Linked DNA regions of Zea mays: all the other regions are linked to region 1. Evidence: chromatin contacts called from public Hi-C data. All regions are on one chromosome and are shown on one strand. The core of a region is the stretch at or near the end of the contact, and the rest is flanking DNA. Distances in the headings are between cores, read along the strand shown.

Region 1 (3,824 bases), core at 1,287-3,786:
GTGCTATTTTTTTATTTTGTCAATGCAACTGCCATCACAATAATTATCATATGGAAAGTTGCCAAATAACATACTGGTGATCCACCCGGCAGGTCAAATTGGCTTCAATTATAGATCTTAAGCCCTCATCTGTCAATTTCTTCCTAGAATACCCAAATATACCAACATTCTGCAGCATAAAAATGAAAATGAAAGGTGTGACATGAAAATGACAGTAGCAGAAGTTATTCTATGTTCATACCCGAGGAAGAAAACCACTGTAATACAGAGCAAATAATGCTGGAAAAACTTTAGTTCTTGCCAGCTCACCAGTAGCTCCAATTACAGCAATGCAAAGAGATGGTTCATTGTTAGAGCGTCTTTTGGACACAGCAGACTCTTCCTTTTGAACATGAGAACTGATTTCAGAGATGATGTGTCCCGGAACCACTGGTTTTTCCTGAACAGTTGAACTATCCAAAGTATCAGAGCTTGTGTTGGCCATTTCACCTCCAGAATCTGCATAAAGGGGAAACAGTCAGGGCAACATGAAAGCATAAAGACAAAAATTGCCAAGAAGTTTGCAGTAAAAAGTAGTTGTAAGATAATATGACGAAGAAAGTTTCTCTTGAGCATTTTTTTGCTTATAATGCTAATGCAAATTGAATGTAACTATCAAAAGTATGAAGCAATCCAGTGTCAGCAGCACTGACGAAATCATAAGGCATTAAGACAATAATGACAACTGTGATAAGCACATCTGCACATGCAAAGTAACGGACTCAAGACAACGGATTTCCCAATAGAGTGACAACCATAAGCAAGATGCATGTTCCAATGACTTCTCTTTTCAGTCAGAGATGCAGCCTCCAAGCAATCTGGAACGTTATCATTCCCTCGAGCATCTAGATTTCTTTGAAGTTGCCATCCGTGATGCCTTTTCAATGCCTTGCGGAGTTTCAGCTTTGCAGCAATCCAGCACCTCAATCCACAAGCTTGCGTTCTGAAACTTGGAGCAGGTCTTGCAACCTATGTAAAGAAGCATCAAGTAGAAAGATCAATAGATGAATATAGCAATGTGTAACTACCAAATAATGTAAGCTAAGAAACTCCATCCCGTCATCAATGCCTAATAAATCGGATGTGATAAATTTGTCTGTCAGCCACCGAATGCAAAGCAATTTTTGCAAGACTTCAATTGGCCAATGGTGGGGAAAGGGAGACAAGTTTTTTATTCATGTACTGCACAACGTAAACAAACATAGCATTCAAACCAACAAACAATCTGCCCCTGTGTAATGGATTGACTATTGATGCAACAACAATTCCATCAACCAAGCGTGTGCGGTTCATATCAAACCAGCACACCTTTTTATGTGTACCACATTTCTCGAATATCCAAACAGGAGCATGTTGATACGTCACACGTTCAATTCAATGTGGCCTAGGGCTGAAAAAAAGCTTGAGGTTCGCGAGCCGGCTCGAGCTCGGCTTAGAGCGACTTGCGAGCCGAGCCAGGCCAGGTTTTCAAGCTCGTTGGTCCAACGAGTCGAGCCAAGAGCCGAGCCCGTCGTTCCGGCTTGCGAGCCGGCTTGCTGGCTATACAAAATTAATCAACCAATATAATAATGATAGATATTAGATAATTTTATAGCTATCTGACTCATTCCTTAGCCTTTGACGATGAATATAAGACAATTTATAATTTAGATTACTTATAGTGTTAAATGATAATTATAATTTTCATATTTATATACTATTAAGTCATTATATAATGCAATTTTATTTATTAGGGTGCAGCTCGTAAGCCATACTTCGAGCCAAGACTCCTTCAGCTCGTTGAGTGGGCGAGCTGCCCTAATGCGGCCCCCCAACACACACACACACCACCTCCGGCACCGGGGAGGGAAGGAAATAAAACAGCATCATATGGAACCCGTGGCGAAAACGCGATCATGGATGATGCTATAAACTTGCGTTGCAGAGCCAAGAAGGGCAGAAAGGTTCACTAGGATCACAAGCTGGCACTGGCAAAGCAAAGCCTCGCCATCCCACTCCGTGAATCTGCAACGGGCACGTATTGCTCCAGAACGCTACCGCACCAGCGGCATGCGAATTGGTTGATGCATTTCATCGAGCAAGCTAAGCGCGCAGCGCCGGAAGGAAAGAAAACCAGCACTTCTGCATCCTAGCACCGACCAGGGATACAGCACCACAGCCGCTCGTGGCGAGTACTCACCGGGGTTAAGCGCGAGGTCGCCAACGAGAACGGCGCCGGAGCTGCGGACGCCGACGCGGCGAGCCCTGGCATCTTCGGCGCTGTTCGACTGCTTGGTGCTGCGGTACTTGCTGACTTGGCTGCTCCCTCCGTCAGATCGCCTCGACCAATACTGGGAACCAGGAAGTGAAGAAGACTTAATTGCTCATGGCAGCTCGTGACGGGGAAAATGGATAGCGACAGTGTAGCGAGGCTGGGGCCGCCGTCGAAGTTGAACCGCTGTAGCTTTACATTACACGTCGACGACGTCGTGTATAGAGCAATTGATGGAATTCTTGGCTAACCGCCAGGAGCCCAGGATGCTTTACCAGAATTTGATGGAAAATACCGGAATTCCCCAGGAATCGAAAGCATATGCACTTCTTCGATGCGTTAGAAAAAGTTCGAATTTTGCCTAGATAACTTGTGAAAGAAATGTTTACAGAATCCTCAGTCAAAATGTGTACTAAATTTTAATGTCACAGAATTCATCCTAAAAAATGCATAGCAAATGTTACCATCATAACCGTAGCACGTTCAATTCAATGTATCACTGTTTACAGAGTAGAGCTTAATATGAGACTTGCTAGAGATAGTCCAGGGAGCTCCTAGAAGCACAATCCCCGATAGCCTCTGGTGAATCCCTACATCTCTCCTGAATCTTTCTTTGTTCTATATACCCCAAAAAAGGCACTTACAACCGAATATTCAAAGCAACATAACAATCTATAACAATCTTCTGCTGCTCGTTTCCAACCAATATAGATTCTGGATATCCTTCCAGGCTTCCAGCACTTATGTACTTCTATTTTTATTGCTAATACAATTGTACAATATGCCAATAACAAATTCATGATAACTTACAAGTTAATCCAAGCTTTTCCCTAAATTGTACAACACTGGAGCACAATATGAGACCAGAAGATGTTAATACAACTTGTACAGAGAGGACTGATCCTCCAGTCATCTGCAAATGCTTTGCGAGTTTGCAGCCAGCAGTCCCACATTCACAGATCAGTTCATCGAGTGACCCCAACGGGGGTGATGTTACTCTCGTGGCCTAGCAAGCCAAAGAGAACTCAGTGCGCGCAAACGTGAAAAGTAGTCATGGATTGCAAGAAGCGCACGAGCAGCTTGTCGGATTGTCAGGATACGTTGCATCTGATGTAAGGTCTGCTGTCGTAGATTGTCAGCCTAACGATAATAGAACACCAAAAGTCTTCAGAGCTAGGAACACCAAGAGCTACATACATATATTTCTTAAAAGTAGAGAAAATGTATCGAATCAAATGACATGATCTCCCTATGACAGTCAACAACAGAAACAACAAAACTAAATGTTTGCCAGGGTTGGAGGTATCTGAAAAGTTTACCTGGCGAAGGAAATTCTCGAGTGTGCCAAGTTTTCCCATGGCCATAGCCATTTGACCCATATAGTTTGCCACGTTTCCAGAAGATCCTGATGGACCAAGGGACCCAGCCAGCGTTTCTGCCAAGGACTGCTGCAATGCTTCCATTCCTTGTGACAATGCATCCTCAGCCTGCTGAGAAGATTGCTGCAGATTGGACAGCCCCATCAATTGCTGCT
Region 2 (4,332 bases), core at 1,611-4,110, 140 kb after region 1:
ATTATCTATGATACGCTGTTTTCCCTTCTCTTATTATGATGTTGTACTTGTGGTATTCAAGGGGGCTCGAGCGGTTTCTCGAGTGCCTCTCCGTAAGGACCTGTTCTATGGATGACCGCCCAGGAAAACAGTGCAACCATGAGGGTGGAATGGGGTGCCCTTAGCTGAATAATTAGAGGATCTGGGGTGTAGTTCGCTTCGCCGTCGTGCCGTCAATGGGGCTCGGTGTATGCGGCTCGCTCTGCCAAGGTTGATTTGTCCCTTGGGGAGGAGTGCGGTACATTTAGGAAACCTAACGGGCGGCTACAGCCCCGAGGAATCTTTGTAAAGGCTACGTAGTGAAACCCTGCCTATTCACCTTGGTAGTGTTTAAGGGTTTGATCGGCCCGAGGCAAGAGGGAATCACGGCTTATGGGTAAAGTGCACAACCTCTGCAGAGTGTTTGAAAACTGATATATCAGCCGTGCTCACGGTTATGAGCGGCCAAGGGAGCTCCAGTGATTAGTGGTACTTGATCAGAGATACTTTGGTACAGGTGGTTATGAGATTGATAGTTTTGGTTATGACTATGGTGCTGGTAAGTGGTATTCTTTCCGTCTGGAAAGGGTACATCGGGTTAATAACTTGGGTAATGCTAAAACTTGGCTTTCTACTAGTAAATAATAATCTGACCAACTAAAAGCAACTGCTTGACTTATCCCCACATAAAGCTAGTCCACTACAGCCAAACAGGATGCTTGCTGAGTATGTTGATGTGTACTCACCCTTGCTCTACACACCAAACCCCCCCATGTTGTCAGCATTGCAACCACTGCTCAGGCGAAGATGAAGCTGTGGAAGGAGACTTCCAGGAGTTCCAAGACTACGACGAGTTCTAGGTGTGAGTTAGCGGCAACCCCCAGTCGGCTGCCTGTGAAGGCCGCGTTTATCTACATTTCTTTTCCGCACTTTGATTTATTGTAAGAACTATATGGACGTCTCAGACGTATGATGTAATCAACTATTATTCCCTTTTAATCCTATTTAGAGCATTGTGTGATGATGTCCATGTTATGTAACTGCTGTGTACGTGAATAACTGATCCTGGCACGTACATGGTTCGCATTCGGTTTGCCTTTTAAAACCGGGTGTGACACACCTCCGGGTTGGAGCGTAATAACCTTAAGTTTTGAGCATAAAATCCCTCAATTATAAGCGTATATATCGAGCCAATGTGAGATGTTGATAGCTCTAGTATGTTGTTATTACGATCCTATTTTTATGGTAGATTCGAAAAACATGGCAGCCGCATGCATGCGGTTATACAGATCCAAAAATTATGGCAAAATGCATGCATGAGTCAAACACGTTCCCTTGCATACGCGTAAATTTAGGAAAATATGTGTGACAGTTTCTATTTTAAATGCTTTATTTCCTCCATAAATTTAGGATCGCTGCAACAGCAATGCAGTTAGACTCGTAATTAATATTTTATGATATATAGTGATACTAAATATGCTACACTGTGTAGATAATTATGCAATTGGGTATACTGCGTAAAAATCTGTTACCAGCTGTATGCACACGAATTTATGATGGAAAGAATATGCAATAAAAGGAAATGAATTGCATGCATAGAAACAAAAAATCGCATTTAATGTTTTATTTTCTTCATAAATATAGGATCCCTCCAACAGTCATGTAGCTAAACGCATTAGAACTAATTTATGATGTATATTGAAACAAATTATACGACACGGTGTAGGTACTTATGCAATTCCTTACTGTGCGTAAAAAAACTGGCATGTTGTTCACTGGTGGACGCATATCCGGGTGAAGCGTAAAAACCTTAAGTTTTGAGCATAAGATCCCTCAATTATAAGCGTAAATACCGAGTCAATGAGAGGTTGATAGCTATAGTAGGTTGCTATTACGATCCTATTTTTATGACAGATCCTAAATTTATGGCAGCCGCATGCATGCGGTTTCTATTTTTATACAGATCCAAAAATTATGGCAAAATCGTGGGAGTTTCCATTGCATGCGTGCAAATTACGAACAACATAAATTAAGGAATTGTCTTTCCAATGTGCATGCAGTAAACTGATATACGAACTCCGTGTTCAAGCATAAAATCTTACAGTTTTTAGCGTAAATAGTACATGTGGTAGGCATAAAACACAATAATCAAAAAAGAAAACTGCGCCGGATCGGAGGATGTCACGCGTGATCATCGCTGCGCGCATCTCGCGCCTTCCGTGACGTCGCTCGCTCGAACATCGCGCCTCATGCGTCGCCGTCGCTACTCGCACGTCGACGGGCGTCGCTTGCTCGCCGGCCATGGAAGTGCCGCCTCCTCGGAGCTTCGGGGACGCTGCCGCTTGCCCGCATAAGGGCCCGCTGTGGATCGAGGAACCTCCGCCACCGCGCGTCGAGGTAATGGAGTTGCGGCCACCGGCCTGGGAACCGCCGCCACCGCACAAGGGCGCTGCCGCCGCTCGCCCTCTGGATCGGGGGCCGCCACCGCCGGCCTGGGAACCGCCGCCACCGCACAAAGGCGCTGCCGCCGCTCGCCTTCTGGATCGGGGGCCGCCACCGCCGGCCTGGGAACCACCGCCACCGCAAAGAGACTTAGATTATATATGAGTGGGGTGTGGCCGTAGGAAAGACAATTTCAGTATATGAATAGAGATCGGGACAACGCACGTTTGCTCACGATCGATCGTCCGCGCGCGGATGTTGTTGATTACCTTATCGGCATGACGGAGGACGGTGGCGTCACTCTTGCTTGGCTATATCTGCGCTGCCAAGTGCCAACACGCCACCCGCTGCGACCGTCCGTGTCCAATATGTAGCTGCCGTGCTGGCATCGGCTTTTACTGGATTATTATTTGTTGCAATTGGCACGGTAGAATTCTGCTGAATTTTTCGTTCCGCCCACGACCAGTACATATCATATCAGCTAGGCGCCGCGTGAACCAAGTATGAACTGGATGCCACACGGATCGGAGTCGACGCTCAAATCAAGCAGGAGACAATAATCGTCTTTGAGCGAACGTTAATTTCAGACCTCGCATTCACGTGAGCAGGGAGACGGGACAACCAGCAGAAACTACCTTGCAGCTGGTGCCTATTTAACTACAAATATGTGGCAAATGGAGACGCAATCTTGGACCAGAAAGCCATTTCTTATTTACTTCTAAGCATTGTCTATTTTGACTTAGGGACCGTTTGCATGGGCTAAACTTTTTTTTTATAAGATGCAATAAGTTGGGTTAGTGATTTTTCTTACTGTGTGTGCCTTGAAAAGTCTTTCTTAAACACACTCTCTAAATTCTCATTTACGTACGTACGGAGTCATTTCAATATAGATGACTCTCTATATATATAGCTTGTACTTGGTGTTTGCCCTAGCTAGCTAAAGTCTATTATTATGAGTGCAGTGAGAGGACTGATTAAGGAATTCATATACTCCTACCAGTGAAATAGATGGCCTATGTACTCGTGTGTCGTGTCATCATTGATTATTTTAGTACATATATCATATGCAGTCGAGAGGACTGATGACGTGAATGGTAGCAAATTAAAATTGCCACGTATACTACACGTACTCAGTATACTGTTCCCCAAAGGGCTGGGCCGATTTAGGAATTAGGATATTGGCCTAATGATTGATTATTGTTAGAGTGTATCAAGATATGTAACAACATCCTAGTTTATAGCTATATCAGTTTAGATTAGCATGTAAACGCATAGTCTATTAGGGGGCTTATCCCTGAAATTATGCTGAGCTTATCCTGTAAATCGTACCTATAAGTAATCAAGTCATGCCACCAGAATGAGGTGAGCAGCCCAATCTAATCTTTTAACTTGGTATCGCAGAGCCAAGATCCATTCTTCCTTCCATCCTCCCTCGCCATGTCAACAACCACTACACACAGCAGCTTCTCAGGCGTTACCTCTGCTCCTTCCCTCAGCACCGCCATCACCATCCGTCTCTCCCGCACCAATTTTTTCCTGTGGAAAGCTCAAGTCACGCCGATCCTTCGTGCTCATCAGTTGTTCGGCCATGTTGATAGCTCGCTTCCACCACCGACTCCGGTCATCACCACCGGAACTGGAGCCGATGCTCTTCAGGTTCCCAACCCAGATTACCTTCGTTGTTTCGCCTTTGATCAACTCATTCTTTCTGCACTCCTTGCATCCATGTCTGAAGAAATGCTAGGCCAAATGACCCAGCACACCAGTGCTGTTGCTGCCTGGTCTGCGTTGCACGCTATGTTCTCCTCCCAAAATCGTGCCCAGATCATGCAGGTTCGCTATCAGCTTTCCAACGCCAAGAAGGCAGATCTC
Region 3 (3,953 bases), core at 417-2,916, 210 kb after region 1:
TTGTATAATGTTCTTGAACTGCTTTCTCAATCTAACAATTATAATTACAGTACTTATTTTGCTGATGTTAAGACTGAGTTGTATAAGTTATATGCCAAGTATGAAACTAAGTTTGGTGCTGCTAGGTCATTCAGAACCACACATCAATCATGTATGACAGGTAAGAGAAAACAGACATGGGGTAAAATTTCTGGAGGAACAGGTGCTTCTAGATCCTTAACTGCATCAGGTTCTTCAGGTAGTAGTGGACCTGGGGTGGGTCTTTGTGAGCTAACTGTTTACCTTGACAGTGACAATGTGGCTGCCTATGAGGATGATTTTGTTATCTTAAATTGGTGGCATGAGCATAAACTAACCTATCCAATTCTTTCAATTATGGCTAGAGACATTATGTCTGTTCCTGCCTCAACTACTTCTTCGGAGTCTACTTTCAGTTTGTCTGGCAGGATTCTTGAGGATCGACGACGACGCATGAACTCAGAGATAGTGGAGATGTTGGTGTGCATCAAAGATTGGGAGCTAAGCCAACAGCGGGCACAACATGCTGTGGTGGACAATGAATTAGAGGAGTCCTTCAAGGACCTCTGGCTGGATGAAGGTGCTGGTGCTACTGACACTTTGGCTTGATCTTGTGGGTTGAGAGTTGAGACTTTGGCTGGATGTAAAGTGTTTCTGATTTCTGATCTGTCCTGACACTTTGGCTTGTAAATTGTTATAACTTTGAACATTTGAATTATAAACTGAGCTGACCGTACTCTTTTTTCCTTTCTAGGGTTTCTCACGAGGTGTGAGTTTTACCTAGAAAGGTTTTTAATGAGGCGGCATTGCACTAACAGCTCAATATTTGTGTATATTTTTGTGTAAATTGTATTTTTTCTGTTATTGGGCTTCGGGCCGGCCCGACACTGTTTTGGGCTAGGGCTTTTTGGGCTGGCCCGGCCCGAAAAACGGACCGAAGGGCCGTGCTTGGGCCTCTTGTAAGACACGCATGACTGTGCAAGCCCAGCCCGGCAGGCCGTGGGCCTAGTTGTGCCGTGCCTAATTGGGCTGTGCCTAGGCCGGACCCAGGCTGTGCCGTGCCGGGCGGCCCGTTTGCTCATCTATATCTGATGATGTGTATAAGTATCAATTTTTACATTAATAACAAATGATATATGTCTTAATTATAATTTAAGTGGAATGGAGATCCTCGTCAAGGATTTATCCGAGAAACGAAGATGTGAAAGAAATATCTTTTATAAGCGTTCGTAAAAATCTTCACTAGGATTTTTTTTTACAAGAACGAGGATAACGAGCTATTCATGGACGAGAATTCCCGTTGCTATCTTTACTAATGATGCCGGGTGTCGGGTCCCAGAAGCTTGCACCAGTGCACCCGACCCGACCCGACCCAGCCCAGATTCCCTTCCCCTCCAACGTACGAGCCGTGACCCGGCCCCAGTCCACGTTACCAGTACTGTACTGTATGCGCGCGCTTTGCCCTCCCAAAGACGCCTTGGGCACCACATACCAACCAAACAGCATAGGTCCCACGGGGAAGTGGCGGTCAGACCACGAGCATCGAGCACCGGGTGCACCGTGCACGTGTGACGCCACGCTTCCGGCTCCGGGCAAGGGCAGTGTGGCACGCGCTTATATTTTACGAGCCCCGCAGCCCCGTCCCTCTCTTCTTCTCCCCCGCCCCCTTTTTCCTAGCGGCACGGCACCAGGCCCGCCCTGGTGGCATCTTCGTAATTTCGCGCCTCTTCTCCGCCACGGCGGCTGGGGGTGAGAGGAGGTATGGGAAACGCCAGCGGCCGCGACGAGGACGCCGCGGCTGTTGACGGCGACGGCGCCGACGTGGAGGACGGCGGAGGGGACTCGTCGGAGCGCGACTTCCCATCGTACGGTAGCGGAGGAGCCAACCACGTGCGGCGCGCGTGCTCAGTGGGCGTCGTAGGGGGCGGCGCCGCCGCCGGATCGCCACCCGGGAGCCCCGGTCACTCGCTCTCGCCGCGGATGTTCGTGCCCCAGGTCAGATCACGAGATCCCGCCCCGCTATGTTGGTTTGTTTGCTCGTTTGGTTAATCCAGGCTTTGGTTTCCTATGCTTGTTTGCTCGGGAGGTGGCCGGGTGATCTGGAGATGCCCGTGATTTGGTTGGTTTGGTTAGGGTCCTATGCGACGAGTTTTCGCGATCTGGAGGTGTCTAGCAAGGTTTGGTGTCGTCCGAATTCGCTTGTGATTGATGCCAACCGAAAAGCGTCTTTTCAATGAACCAATTTAGCTGCCGTGCCATTTCGTGCAGGTTGCTCACTTCGTAGCTTAACTAGTAGTTGCGCTTGCAGTGCGGCGAAACGTTTTTTTGCACCCATCAGAACACGAAAGCCAACTTTGGCTGGTCCTTGGTCTTTATCAGCAGTAGATTTTGTCAGAATATTTCTTTGATGATACTTAAGCAGTTAAGCTGTCAGACAGCCCGCTGCTGAACGGGGAGCTGCCAGTGTACTCGAGTTGTTGATTGGTCATAATAACAGAGTGATGTTTCTTGAATTTCACTTGATTGCCTAAATCAGTGTTGAGATTGATGTTCCAACTAGTTATTTACAACTAGATTACTCTCCGCAAGCCTTTCTTTTCATGTATTCACACCAGCAATTAATTATTGCTCAGGAACAGGGAAGGAAGTCAGGTCTCTGGCATATGTTGACATTTTATATACACCTGTGTTGATGATACTTTAAACTGTGTTGTCACATGAACATCGATATATACAGTCATTGGCATTTTTCATATATACAGTCAGCAACCTTCTGATTTTAAAATGACTGTTTCTTCTGAAGACTAAACCACATGAAACACAGGCGGTGCACTCTGGCGGTGTGCAGATAAATACAACAACAACCAAACAAACAACATAGCCTTTTGCCCCAAGCAAATTGGGGTAGGCTAGAGATGAAACCCAAAAGAAGGATAGAAAAAAACACCGAAATGATAAAAGACAGACAATAGATTTAAGGATAAATAGAAAAAGAGACAAAGATAAATAGAAAAAGAGACAAAGATCATGGTTCAGGCACGTTGATTGCTAGTCTCCAAGTGCACCTATCCTTAGCTAATTCCTGGAGATATTCCACTCCTTAAGGTCTCTTTTTACCACCTCGTCTCAAGTCATTTTAGGTCAATCCCTACCTCGTTTTACATTATCGACCCACTCTAAGACCCCTCTATGCACCAGCACCTCAAGAGATCTCCTTTGTACATGTCCAAACCATCTCAACCGATGTTGAAATTTCTCCTCAATGGATGTCACACTGACCCTATCCCGAATATCTTTGTTTTGGACTCTATCCTTTCTTGTGTGTCCATAAAACCAAGTAACCAACACAACATATGCATCTTTGCTACACTCAGTTGCTGGACATGTCGCTTCTTTGTCGGCCAACATTCAGCATCATATAACATCGTCGGACGAATCGTCGTCCTATAGAACTTACCTGTAAGCTTTTGTGGCACCCTCTTGTCACATAGGACACCAGAAGCATTACACCATTTCAACTAACCGGCTGAAATTATATGCCTAACATTTTGATCAATGTCACCATCCTTTTATAGTATCGATCCTAAATATCGAAAAGACTCCTTAGCCATCAGTTCCCATCGAGGGCAACATCTCCATTCTCATGTCTAGACGGTTTGCAGATAAATACATGGAAAATAAATTATTTGTTGTTTAACTGATTAGGGATCCAAAGATAACTAGCAAATTTATCCATGAAGTTTTCACTGTAGTTGTTAAACTATGGTCTCAAACTGCTTATGATGAAAAGTGAATGACATTAAGCACTGGGCTTCAGAATGGCTCGATAGGATGCTTTTCCTTCGCATAATGTATCTGCAACTCAGATTTCTAAAGCATCCCTTTTTTGTGTATGGCACAAGACTGCATTGATAGTTAAAAACAGGAAAGATCAA

What was found. A called contact is a pair of places that touch in the nucleus more often than the background predicts.
Region 2: a contact with region 1 is called in a Hi-C map of leaf, with 6 times the contacts expected there. The contact joins the enhancer-like site here to the promoter of LOC100304292 in region 1. A contact is called at or near these places in 11 of 25 Hi-C or Micro-C datasets (bundle sheath, ear, endosperm and 4 more).
Region 3: a contact with region 1 is called in a Hi-C map of leaf, with 3 times the contacts expected there. The contact joins the promoter of LOC100283166 here to the promoter of LOC100304292 in region 1. A contact is called at or near these places in 6 of 25 Hi-C or Micro-C datasets (ear, leaf and an unstated tissue).

What each region holds. Positions count from the first base shown.
Region 1 is chr9:139,932,145-139,935,968 of Zm-B73-REFERENCE-NAM-5.0, forward strand. It overlaps LOC100304292 (glucose-6-phosphate 1-dehydrogenase), which reads right to left and starts at 2,537. Exons shown (of 12, transcript NM_001361277.1): 1 at 2,219-2,537; 2 at 795-1,008; 3 at 242-498; 4 at 75-169. The coding sequence starts at 2,290. It overlaps LOC100217305, which reads right to left. Exons shown (of 10, transcript NM_001143652.1): 9 at 3,610-3,824; 10 at 2,965-3,430. The coding sequence ends at 3,284.
Region 2 is chr9:140,067,946-140,072,277 of Zm-B73-REFERENCE-NAM-5.0, forward strand. No RefSeq gene overlaps it. Among protein-coding and RNA genes, the nearest start is that of LOC103639198, 41 kb to the left of the region's middle. Within about 2 kb of position 2,861, at least 9 of the 20 cell types and tissues checked have an H3K27ac peak or open chromatin away from gene starts, as enhancers often do. A contact at or near this core is called in endosperm, leaf and leaf mesophyll, where this site is marked.
Region 3 is chr9:140,142,264-140,146,216 of Zm-B73-REFERENCE-NAM-5.0, forward strand. It overlaps LOC100283166 (SNF1-related protein kinase regulatory subunit beta-1), which reads left to right and starts at 1,667. Exons shown (of 4, transcript NM_001156068.2): 1 at 1,667-2,013. The coding sequence starts at 1,780.